4 separate regions of the Mus musculus genome follow, and all the other regions are linked to region 1. Evidence: chromatin contacts called from public promoter capture Hi-C data. All regions are on one chromosome and are shown on one strand. The core of a region is the stretch at or near the end of the contact, and the rest is flanking DNA. Distances in the headings are between cores, read along the strand shown. Region 1 has its middle 9.6 kb from the start of Pgm5. Region 2 overlaps Pip5k1b (phosphatidylinositol-4-phosphate 5-kinase, type 1 beta). Region 3 has its middle 28 kb from the start of Gm50341. Region 4 overlaps Pip5k1b (phosphatidylinositol-4-phosphate 5-kinase, type 1 beta).

The links. Promoter capture Hi-C pulls out the DNA fragments that hold promoters and counts their contacts.
Region 2: a promoter capture Hi-C map of hippocampal neurons shows a contact between it and region 1, with 4 times the contacts expected there. A contact is called at or near these places in 4 of 39 promoter capture datasets (embryonic stem cells, hippocampal neurons, liver and 1 more), 1 of 484 Hi-C or Micro-C datasets (bone marrow-derived macrophages), 6 of 130 datasets of targeted methods (astrocytes, bone marrow-derived macrophages, cardiomyocytes and 3 more) and 1 of 9 other capture datasets (adipose tissue).
Region 3: a promoter capture Hi-C map of hippocampal neurons shows a contact between it and region 1, with 4 times the contacts expected there. A contact is called at or near these places in 3 of 39 promoter capture datasets (the 3T3-L1 cell line, embryonic stem cells and hippocampal neurons), 3 of 484 Hi-C or Micro-C datasets (the G1E-ER4 cell line, bone marrow-derived macrophages and erythroblasts), 6 of 130 datasets of targeted methods (the NIH/3T3 cell line, bone marrow-derived macrophages, embryonic basal ganglia and 3 more) and 3 of 9 other capture datasets (adipose tissue, liver and pancreatic islet).
Region 4: a contact with region 1 is called in a promoter capture Hi-C map of hippocampal neurons, with 4 times the contacts expected there. A contact is called at or near these places in 5 of 39 promoter capture datasets (the 3T3-L1 cell line, embryonic stem cells, hippocampal neurons and 2 more), 2 of 484 Hi-C or Micro-C datasets (embryonic stem cells and nephron progenitors) and 3 of 130 datasets of targeted methods (astrocytes, embryonic stem cells and large pre-B cells).

Annotation. Positions count from the first base shown.
Region 1 is chr19:24,870,094-24,872,793 of GRCm38.p6, reverse strand. No RefSeq gene overlaps it. Among named protein-coding and RNA genes, the nearest start is that of Pgm5, 9.6 kb to the right of the region's middle.
Region 2 is chr19:24,452,379-24,455,078 of GRCm38.p6, reverse strand. The region is part of intron 1 of Pip5k1b (phosphatidylinositol-4-phosphate 5-kinase, type 1 beta); the gene reads left to right. Among named protein-coding and RNA genes, the nearest start is that of Fam122a, 24 kb to the left of the region's middle.
Region 3 is chr19:24,583,190-24,585,889 of GRCm38.p6, reverse strand. No RefSeq gene overlaps it. Among named protein-coding and RNA genes, the nearest start is that of Gm50341, 28 kb to the right of the region's middle.
Region 4 is chr19:24,385,896-24,388,595 of GRCm38.p6, reverse strand. The region is part of intron 5 of Pip5k1b (phosphatidylinositol-4-phosphate 5-kinase, type 1 beta); the gene reads left to right. Among named protein-coding and RNA genes, the nearest start is that of Pip5k1bos, 29 kb to the left of the region's middle.

The DNA.
Region 1 (2,700 bases), core at 159-2,658:
GCGGAGGCTAGCTCAGTGAGGGTAAGTTCTAGAGGGGATCAGGGACCTTCCCCTTTCCTGTTTCTTAGTTTTCCACCATGACATGGACAGGCCTTCTCTGCCACATGCTCCCACCATGACAGGCTGGCTTATCACTAGACCAAAGCAATAAGGCCAAGAGAACATGGGTAAAACTTCTAGCCCTGTGAACCAAAATAAGCATTCTGTCATGTTGGTTACCTTAGACAACTAGTGATGTCTGAAGAGCTGACAGACACAGGCTGTCTGGTAGACACAGGTGGGAAGGGTGTAGGGCCACTGGCAGTGTAGCTAGGCTCTGAATCCCAAGACCACTATTCATGACACAAAATGAACAATAAAACGTATTGGAATTTAGCAAGAATGCACGTTCTTCTCTTTGATTTGAGTTATGAAAAAAGCTCCTCCAAGGCAAATCGAAGCCAGAGTCAGTCGCAGTTGCATTTCAACAAGGATCCCATTAAAGGAAGGACTTAAACTTCTGCCTTTCATATAGCAAAGGACTAATATTTCTATTGTTAACTGTGGGGTCCAGGAGTTGAAAGGCGATAGTGACTGAATCTTCCCCACTTTGGCTGGCTTAGAGTCAGGGCCTGGGACGGACAGGTGGCTTAAAGGAACCGCTCCTGGGCAAGGCTGCCATCTGCAGAGAGGGTGGAGATCTGTTTTATGTTAACCTTAAAGGGGAGAGGGAGGGGGAGGTGGAGGTAGAGGTGGAGGTGGAGGGGGAGAGAGGGAGAGGGAGAGGGAGAGGGAGAGGGAGAGGGAGAGGGAGAGGGAGAGGGAGAACAAAGAGAAGATGGGGAGGCCAGAGGTCAGTGCTGCTCCCTGTGGGAAAGATTCTGCAGTAGTCATGTGTGCCTTTAAGGGCAAAGTTTCTTTGTAATATGTCCCTTTTAATCAGAAGACTCTGAAAATAAACTAGTTATGAATCAAAAAGGCAGCTCCTAAAGTCTGGGCTTGTTTTGAGTTTTGTGGGGTGCCTTGATTGCAAAGAAGCAATGCTTCATTTCTTGCTCCAGATATAAGGCAGGATTCCCTAGGCTATCATTTCAGATGTCAGGAACCTTGAATGGAACAAACAAACAAACAAACTTTTCTCTACACAGGGTTTCTCCCCATTGTTTAGTAGAGCCTGGTCTAATATTTCCTCCTTAATATATCCTAGAATCCGTGTTTCTCTCAAGTGATGACAAACCAATCATACAGCCTTCCTGTCACTGTTGTCACAGGAAGATCTGCAGATCTTCGCGGACACGCGTCTGCTGCATTTCTTGGCTCCTCCTTTAGGTGGCGCTGTTTGACCATTTTCTCCACTGGTGCCTCAGTACTTGGGACCACATTCAGAAGAGGAGATTGACCCCCGTTGTTGATAAAACCCCACTTTCCCTTTCACAGGATGCTCTCTTTGCACGGAGTACAGCCAGCCGGTGCTCTTTCTGCATTGCAAGCCCGAGACATCTCTCTGTTGCAATAAAAATAAAGACTTCTGAATGACGTACTGCTGCCTGCTCTGTCGTTGCTCTGTCTGAGTCGCCGGGCAGCGGTGGCAGCCTTTAAAAACATAAGTGGATGGATGGTAAAGTGGGATGGGGTGGGGTGATGCGAGGAGATCTGCAAGTCACAGAATGTGGACTGATCGTTGCCATATAAAATAAGCTTGAAGAAGTAGCCTGAAACTGTGCAGGAAAACAGAAAAAGGAGAATTTGCTGTGGGGAGTTATCGGGAGAGGTCATTGTGGGCTGTTCCATGCACAATAACCATAGACTGCTTTTTAAATGTGTGTGTGTGTGTGTGTGTGTGTGTGTGTGTGCTTGCACAGTTCCATGCAGTTGTTCATATTTTCTTTTACAGTCAGAAAGTTGATTTATCTTCTCTTCTTATGGACTTCCTCCTAAAGTTGGAAGCCCCTTGAAAGCTCCCCTCCCCCGTTTATTTATTTATTTACTATTAACAACCATCTTTTGATTCTAGAGTATTAAAGGACAGTTGAACTTTGGGACTCTGGCTCTGGGTGGGGTTGGCAATGGAAGTACAGCATTTCTCAGGAGCTCACTGCTTGGGGACTTCACTCTTGACATTGTGATTCCTGCCCGGCATGGTGGCAGGTGTTGGCTGTTGTAGCCCTTGGAAAGCTAAAACAGAATTGATAGCCTAAGCTATAGTGACACCCAGTCTCAAACAGGACAACACAAAACTGACCCAAGTGTTAGCTTTTTACTTTTGCACTGTTTATTTCAAAGCAGTAGGCAACTTTGGGCTTGTTGTTAATTGTCTTTCATAGAAGATCAAGCTAAGGGGACAATGTAACTGACAAACTTGCTTCACCCACCCCTGGTGCCAGCGGCCAGCATCCCATGGCACTAGTAATGGGGTTGTACTGATTTGGCACCTACTGAGAGCATATTTGACCCATTATCTTTTCAGAATAAGATGCAATATCTCTTGTGTGGAATGATCTGGAAGGGGCCTGGTGCGCTCAGTTTCCTTCCAACACACGTTTGGTGAGATGAATTAGCCGTTTAAATCAGGAGATTCAGCAATTAGAGTCCATTTTTTTTTAACCCCAGAGAAGAGGAAGATATTTGCAGCTGTTTCAGAGAACGCTAAATCAGAGGCTGGTGGAACGTCGCTCTCCCTGAAGGCTTCCATTCCTCGGCAAGCAATCTGTGGGTTGCACA
Region 2 (2,700 bases), core at 114-2,613, 420 kb after region 1:
CAGTTCAGGATAGGCTCTCAGCGCTGGAGAGGTGGCTCAGTGGTTAAGAGCACCGACTGCTCTTCAGAGCAGAGGTCCTGAGTTCAATTCCCAGCAACCACATGGTGGCTCACAACCATCTATAATGGGATCTGATGCCCACTCTTTTGTGTGTGAAGACAGCCACACTGTACTCATAAAAATAAATAAATCTTGAAAAAGAAAGAAGAAAAAGGATAGGCTCCCACCAAATTGGCCCATAGGCTCCCACCAAATTGGCCCATTCTCTTGATTACTGATTGATGTTGGAGGCGTAGCCTGTTGTGGATGGGGCCACCCCTAGGCAGGTGCTCCCTGATAATATAAGAAAGCAAACTGAGCAAGGCAGTAAGCAGTACTCCTCCATGGTCTGCACTACAGTCCCTGCCTCCAGGTTCCTGCCCTGCCTGGGGTCCTGCCCTGACTTCCCCTAGTGATGGACTATGACCCAATAGGATGAAAATAAGCCTTTTTTCTCTCCCAATTTACTTTTGGTCTTGTAGTTTTATCACAGCAATAAAAACCTCAACTAAGATAACAGTCAAGTTTATTATTAGCCCCGAGTCATAGGAAAACACTAAAAATTTCCCAGTTCAACATTTCCCTCCTGCATATTGTTTCCCTTCCCATAACTACATTTTTCATCCTCTCCCGCAAATGTCTTTCCAACTCCCCCACTGTGTTCTTTCAGACTTCCCACCAGGCAGAGGCTCTGACAACTGGTTCATTAGAAATTCTTTGGGGTCATGGACCAACTAACTATCTTTTATCGTAATCTTCTGGCCTGTGGGAGGCTATGCTGCTTTGCCTTTCTCAATAGAAGACAAACCCATCCTATAAGTACTTTGTAGACTGCATCAGGAGCAGAGCCAGGCAGAAGACCTGGTTATTTAACTCTAAGACCAAACATTTGTCTTCTGCTTATAACTGACTTTATATGCCTGTGGTTTGTCCTTGAGCAATTTCTGGGGCATGGACACTTAAGGGGGCATCAAAAGCAAAGTGTAGAAGGCAAAGAAATGAGAAGATACACCATACTATAAAGATTTGATACTTTGAAATCAGTCATTGGTCAAATGTCATATAAGAAGTGAATGCGAGAACATAGAAGAATTATATGGGAGGAGTCACCATTTGAGGTTTGTTGTGATTATCCCCCAGGGGGGACTGGGAAGATATTTTTTAAAGATATTTTAATGTTAATATATGCCTTTCCTACATGCCATGGCTTTATATGTATTTACTCTCCTGACTTTTCTTCCTCCATCTGGCATGCCAGCCAAGTGCGCACAAACACATTAGGTCTTTGTGTATTTAGGATTTAAAAGCGAGGTTGGGGAATATCCGGCTGTGGTGGTGTTTCCATGAGAGACCGAGCGCGATGCTGGTCAGAGGACAGCACATGACTCGTAGCTGTTTGTGCCAGCAAGTTTCTTCTGTCGGTTGCTTGTGGTGAAACGGCTTTGAAAGGGCTTATGAATTCTTTCGGCATAACCTTTGTTGGGAAAATGAATTACAAGTGGTTCGTTTTATGCCGAGCCTTTTGTTATCACCATTTAAAGCCATCCTGTTTGTTCACTTTGTGAGAGCTATTCTGCGGGCTGATGAATGTGTTTTATGAGAGAATAGAAGAGCCTGCAATTTGTTTTGATTGATCTTCATTTGGATTCAAAGAGAGCAGGTGCTGCCGTTTGGAATTGGTTTTGGCAGTGGCTCGGTTATATAAATATTAGAAATACAGACCAAAGCTTCTTTTAAATTATCTTTCTCCATAATGTAGGAGAGCTTTACGTTGAGTATTAAACCCTGTGGTTCTATTTTTACAACTTCTCATATAAACATGTTACATACCATATGTTTGAACATATGTATGTATATGTGGGCTCCATTGTGCAGATGTATAGCATGCAGATTTTCCATACTTCTTTAAAAGTGTATGCAGATATTATTCTCTCTCTTTTTTATTATTCACTTAAAAAATCTAAGAATGTGATTTCTGAATATAACAAGACGCTTTATTTTTTTTCTTCTAGTCTGAAAAGTGTAGACAGTTCTAGCTTTAGAAATTATGTCAAGGGTTGTTTTCAGTTGAGTGTGGTTTTTGTTGCTAATCTTTAAGCCTTCGAGAGTGACCCATTGGAGTTTTAAATCTTTTTTTCCCTGCTTTTCTGCATCTTTGTTATTGTTGTTTGTTCCCAAAAGCCCCATTGAGGGCTGCTGTGCCTCTCCTCAAACACATGGGGCAGATTATGGAAGTACTCCCTTTCCAGCTAGACTATGTACTTGCCCACATAGCTGCTCTCATCTTGTCCTCTGCAAACCGCCTTTGTTCAATGTCTGTGCTCCTCAGATAAGCAAATGGAACGTTCTGTGACACCCCCCCCCCTAGACTGGACTGACCCAGTTCCTCCTGCAAAAATCCAGAGCAGAGCTCATGGCTCACTGTGTCTGAGCTGTCTGCATTCCTCTCTCCCTCCCTCCCTCTCTCCTTCCATCCCACTGTGGTGATTTCCTAGTGAATTAGGCCCTGTCTTTGTCCTTATGGCCCCAGAGCCAGGCTCACTACCTGACATGTGATACTCATTAAACGTTTATTGAAAGAATGGGATTATTTGTTGTTTTCATAATGAACACGAAAAGAGAATGATTAAAATAAAAAATGATTAGCAGTGACATCCACAC
Region 3 (2,700 bases), core at 15-2,514, 290 kb after region 1:
TTGGATTTAGGGCTGGGATCTAATAGAAGAGGGTAGACAATGTTCATATCTCACCTGGGGAGGGAATTTTAGCATCAGGAAGTAATGTACTACTTAGTAATAAATAGTCAACTAAAACATCTCTTTTTATCCCAGTTCTTTCCCATCTCTTGTCTATCTGTATCTTAATCCTAAACAGCCTATCCAGAATATATTCAGATTTTATTCTCTTCTTCCTCCTCCTCCTCTTCCTCCTCTTCGTCTTTTTCCTCTTCCTCTTCTTCACCATCACCACCACCACTATCATCATCGTCATCATCATCTCCTCCCCTCCTCTGTGTGTGTGCGTTGCATGTGTGAAAGCCAAAGAGCAGCACTAAGTCTCTAACCTTGATCAGTGCCATCTTACTTTATGTAAAATAGTCTCTGGGTAAACACAAGACTCCTTCATTGAGTGGGCTAGCTGGCTAATGAGTTTCCAAAGATCTACCTGTCTCTACCATTCCCCCTTGCCTCTCGTAGCGCTGGGGTTGAGGATGCATGCTGCCACACCTGCCCTTTCACACAGGTGCTGGGCTCCAAATTCAGATCCCCACAGCTGTGTGACAGGTGTTTGCCAACTGAACCATCTCCCGAACTCTGTCTCTCTCCAGATTTATACCTTCATGTGGAATAAGTACTTGGGGGAAGTCAGTTCATCTCCTTCAGTAAGACTTTTCCGAGTGTCTTCAGTGCATCAGAAGCTGTTTGGGAGCATGAGCATCACGCCCCTCTAGGTCATGTTCAGCAAACTTACTTTCAAAAGCAGAAAGTTCATCATGCCGGGCATGGTGGTGCATGCCTTTAATCCCAGCACTTGGGAGGCAGAGGCAGGCGGATTTCTGAGTTCGAGGCCAGCCTGATCTACAAATGGTGAGTTCCAGGACAGCCAGGGCTATACAGAGAAACCCTGTCTTGAAAAACCAAAATAAAATAAAATAAAATAAAAAGCAGAAAGTTCATCATTTAGGTTGTATAAAACCTTAGATGCATAAGAACAGCCTTAGACATGAAAAAAAGATAGGTGTGGCTTATTCTACTAATTAATAGAACCAAACCTGTTTTATATCCACTTACAAAAATAGTCATCAGGAAGTTAGAGTTGGCCCACAGGCTAGAGATCACCTCTCTCTGCTCTATATTCTTAGCTCCTGGATGGAAACAGGTTGTCTCCATAGATGTGGTACACCCTAGGACTACTGAGAAACCATTGAAAAGGCTCAAAGCCACCAACTCAAAGAGGACCCAAGCTTTACACGTCAACCAACAGATCAGTGGGTGCTGAAGCTCAGAGATGAAGTAGCATAGGCATGGAGCCCTGAAGTGCAAACAGGATGCTACTGAGGGTAACAGGGCTGGAAATTCAGATGGTGCTCCATGGAAGGGAACGAAAGGCACGATTGATAGAGCCTCATTTTCTAACTCGCTTTCCCCCCTCCTCGTTTGGCTCCCCCTGGGACTTATGTGGACAAATGAACGAAGGTTAAAAATGATGGTGAGGTCCATTGTTGCCTGTCGGGTATTTTCAGGCTATCATCTTTCCTTTTCAGGAAAAAAAAAAGAAAAATAGCTCCGTGAAGTGGATGTCTTCAGAACACAATGTAAAACCGCTTCCTACCCCAGCAACATAGCTGGCACTCACAGGAGGGAACCAGAATAGAATGTAATGTTCTAACAGCTCCTCCAGCAGGGAGACTAAATACACACAAACTATTCTAAATCTGTATTTGCTGTGAGCAGGAGCAGTGACATAGTTCCATTCTGTTCCAAGGTTCATAGAACAAATTCTCTGCAAAGTGGTGGGGGGCGGGGGGATGCTTCATCACGCCGAATTCTCTAACTGCAACCTCACTTCTCTAAGATTAAAACAAACACCGGAGCTTCACTCTTTCCTTCTTCATTTAGAAACGTAGATCCTGAATGCACATAAAGAAGGACCTGGGAGGCTTAGGAGCAGTGCAGGTTTTCCTGGCCAAGGCAGCGTTGGTGTCTTTACATTGGCTGTTCACTTTGGGAAAGGGATTTATTGGGTTATACACAGAAGCAAGAGGGAGCCATCATCGCAGAAGTCTCAAAGCTGCCCATGCTTAAGGCCCATGCTTGCGGTAGACTAAATGCTGCTGGTTTAACTTCTGCCCCCAGCAGCTTCCCAGCTCTGTTGATCCCTCCTGCTGAGTGGCTTGGCTCACACTCTGTGTCTCCTTCCTTAGCAACCCTTGGTTTCTCCTTCTTCTTATGATTTGCACAGGGAATGCTCTCCCCAAAGCTCAGAGGGTTAATGGTTGGTCTCCAGCTTGGGAGAACATTTTGAGGGGGTTCTAGAATGCCTAGGATGTATGGCCTAACTGCAAAAAGGGTCTCCTGTATGTGTGGGGGTGTTTTTTCAGGTTATACCTGGCCCTATCCCCTCCCCTTTCCATGCTTTCTGGACACCATAAGGAGACAGCTTCCTCTTCCATTCGATTCTACCACCTTCATGTTCTGCCTGATATGGACCCGACCTAGCCAAGGCTCATGGATTAAAATCCTTGAACTTGTGAGCTAAATTCATCTTTCTTCCTTTGAGTGGTTGTGTTAAATATTTAGTTACAGTGATGAAAAACGTGACGGATACACACTTCTACTGCCAACTGCTGGGCCTCACTTTGGCCTCTCATCCTAACTTCAAATGAGAAAGGACGT
Region 4 (2,700 bases), core at 11-2,510, 480 kb after region 1:
ATGGGCCTGTTCTGGAGGTGGAGGGAAGATTGTTGGGTTTCATCAAGGGTTGCTATCCCTCAGGAGAACGCAGTGGGGCTTCATGATGCCAAGGGCAAGATCGCCCTCCTCCCTTGTGGCACACACTTAAAAGCTAACGGCTTTTCCTTCTAGATATCGTTAAACTTCTCATCAGCCAAAGAGATATCACAACAGTTCCCAGCACTGCTAATACAAGTATCTGTCACAGGACTGGGTATGATGGGACAAGATGGCTGCATATCTTGGTCCTGCTGTGTCCATTGCTTCACAGCCCAGCAAGCTCACTCTGGTCATTTCTGATCACACACAGTTGCTTTCTTGAGGAAAGTTCTTTTCAGAACAAGTTCTCATACCATTCCCTCAAATTTCCTTAGTGGTTCCTTAGGCCCAAAAGACACATTCTTCACAGAGTAGAACTTACAAAGGAGCTTTGCAGACTAAACCAACGAAAAGATCTTCATCTGCCTACTGGGTCTCCAGATGTTCTGACGACCCTCTCCACTACTCTCACGCCTCTCACCCACCAAGTCACAGACATCAGGCTTGCTCTCCAGGTAGCCACTCTGCACCCATCCCATGGTGATTGTCCATTGTGAAGAACATAGCCTTAAGAAGTCCGATCCATCTCATGAGTTACATCTTGGAGCAGCTAAGCTCAAATAAAATACAGAAGACGAATGGGCATGTCTCAAAAAAGGTCTCTGTAAAGAAACAGAGGCTGTGACACAAATCACCAAGTCCTGGCATCTGTCAAGTGGGGCCTGTTGAAACCCACACTGTGAGGATAGATGGCCGTAAGTAGGGGAAGAGAGAGAAGAGACCATTAATGAGTGATTACCAGCTGCATAGATAGATTTGAAGCTGCATCCCTGTTAATTTTGTACTGTGATGTCTGGATTTCTGCCAGGATTCTCGTGTCTATGTTCTCAGTATCATTAAAATTGGCCATATGCTTGCCGATTACACATTTCAGGTCTGAGCATGTATAACTTGGACAGGGAGGCGGTGGGGTGAAGGGCTTCCCAAGTGTGTAGCACTGTGAAGTGTTCCGTATTTGTTCCTAAACAAGCGGCCTCTACCCGAGAGGCCCCAGGCATGTTCATCTCTGCAGCCACGAGCTGTTTGCTCTGCCAGGTATTCACAAACCCAGTGGACCTCATAGGAGTTACTCAAAGGAATTTTTAGGCTCATCTACAGCAGTAAGAGCGAGAGCAGTGTGGGTGTTGTGCGCCATCCGGGAAATAGTAGCGGAGTTCATCTGCACCACGTGGTGTAAGTCTACATTGTTAGTGTGCACTGGCAGAGCCCCGTCGGGATATGCTTTCTTTCCGGTGGGAATAGCAAGGAGGGCTTGCAGATGATCGAAATGAGAAGATGCATGCATTTAAGCAGCTTTCGAGAGCTCAGGGGCGCACATGGAGAGTTGATTCAATTCTTTTTTGTTTGTCCTTCAAATCAGCCTTGAGAAGTTGCCAAGAACGTGGTAATGAAGTTCTCGGATTCCAGAGTGGAAATCATATTCCTGTCTTAATATCATAATCTCAGTCACTTACACAGTGATAAGTGTGTCCTCCAGAACGTTAATTCAAAAATGTTACCAAAACAGGCCAAATACTTTGATTGTCTTTTGTAAATTATATACTGAACGAGGACTGGACACATAACTGATCGAGCCATCCCCAGAATAGGTCAGTGCTAATAGAGAATTTTGAGACATTATTGGGAGAGATATTTAAGTCTGAATCTAGGATTTTCCAGACAGATTTTTCTCTCTTTTGATTTAAACGATATTTTTATTGTGGATTTCATACAATGTAATAGAAATATATACACTCCCTCCCCCAACTCCTCCCATAAGTACCACCCTCCCCTTCCTAGTCACCCAATTTGAGTCCTGGTCCGTCCCCCCCATTGAGTTTAGTTTGTACTGCCCAACTGCTCTTTGAAGTGGACTCTGCCCTGTAGTGTGGTTGACCGACCAACCAGGAGTCACATCATTAAAGAAAACGGAATGTCCCTCTCCCAGTCCCATCACATGCCAATAGCTTCTTAGCTAGTGGTGGGGTTCCTGCCCCTCTCCCTGGTCTACGCTAGGATTTTGTTTGAGTTGAGCTTGTTCAGGTCATGTACATGCTTCTAGACAGATTAAATCGCCCCATGATTCACCTGCTTGACCTTTCTGTTCCGTTATTTTGTACTCTCATAATTTTCAACTCTACTCATGGGAAGATTCTGCGGGCAATTGAGTTGCTGTGGATAAAGTCAGAAAGTAGAGAGTCTTGGGTCTGACTTAATTTTTTTATGAGAGCCTGGGATCTGCATTGGGTTTTACATTCATGAACAAACAATAGACTGAACCTTTTTCTTGCTTCTGTCGGGATGTCCTCATTGCATTAGAGATAACATCTCACGGGAGGGACTCTAAAGTGCACACAGTACTTGCTGGGTAGAGATAGTTCTTCCTTGCCTGAGAAAGTGTGCACTGAAGGCTGCACATCATTGTGTACTAATAATTTATATGGTTATTTATTTATATTTATATGGTTATAATAAGAAGTTATTCTGCCTGGGGTCTCAAGGGTATTCACTTTAAAAGTCTTTTAGCTACTTTCGTGTGTGTGTGTGTGTGTGTGTGTGTGTGTGTGTGTAGAGAGAGGGAGAAAGAGAGGAGGTCTCACT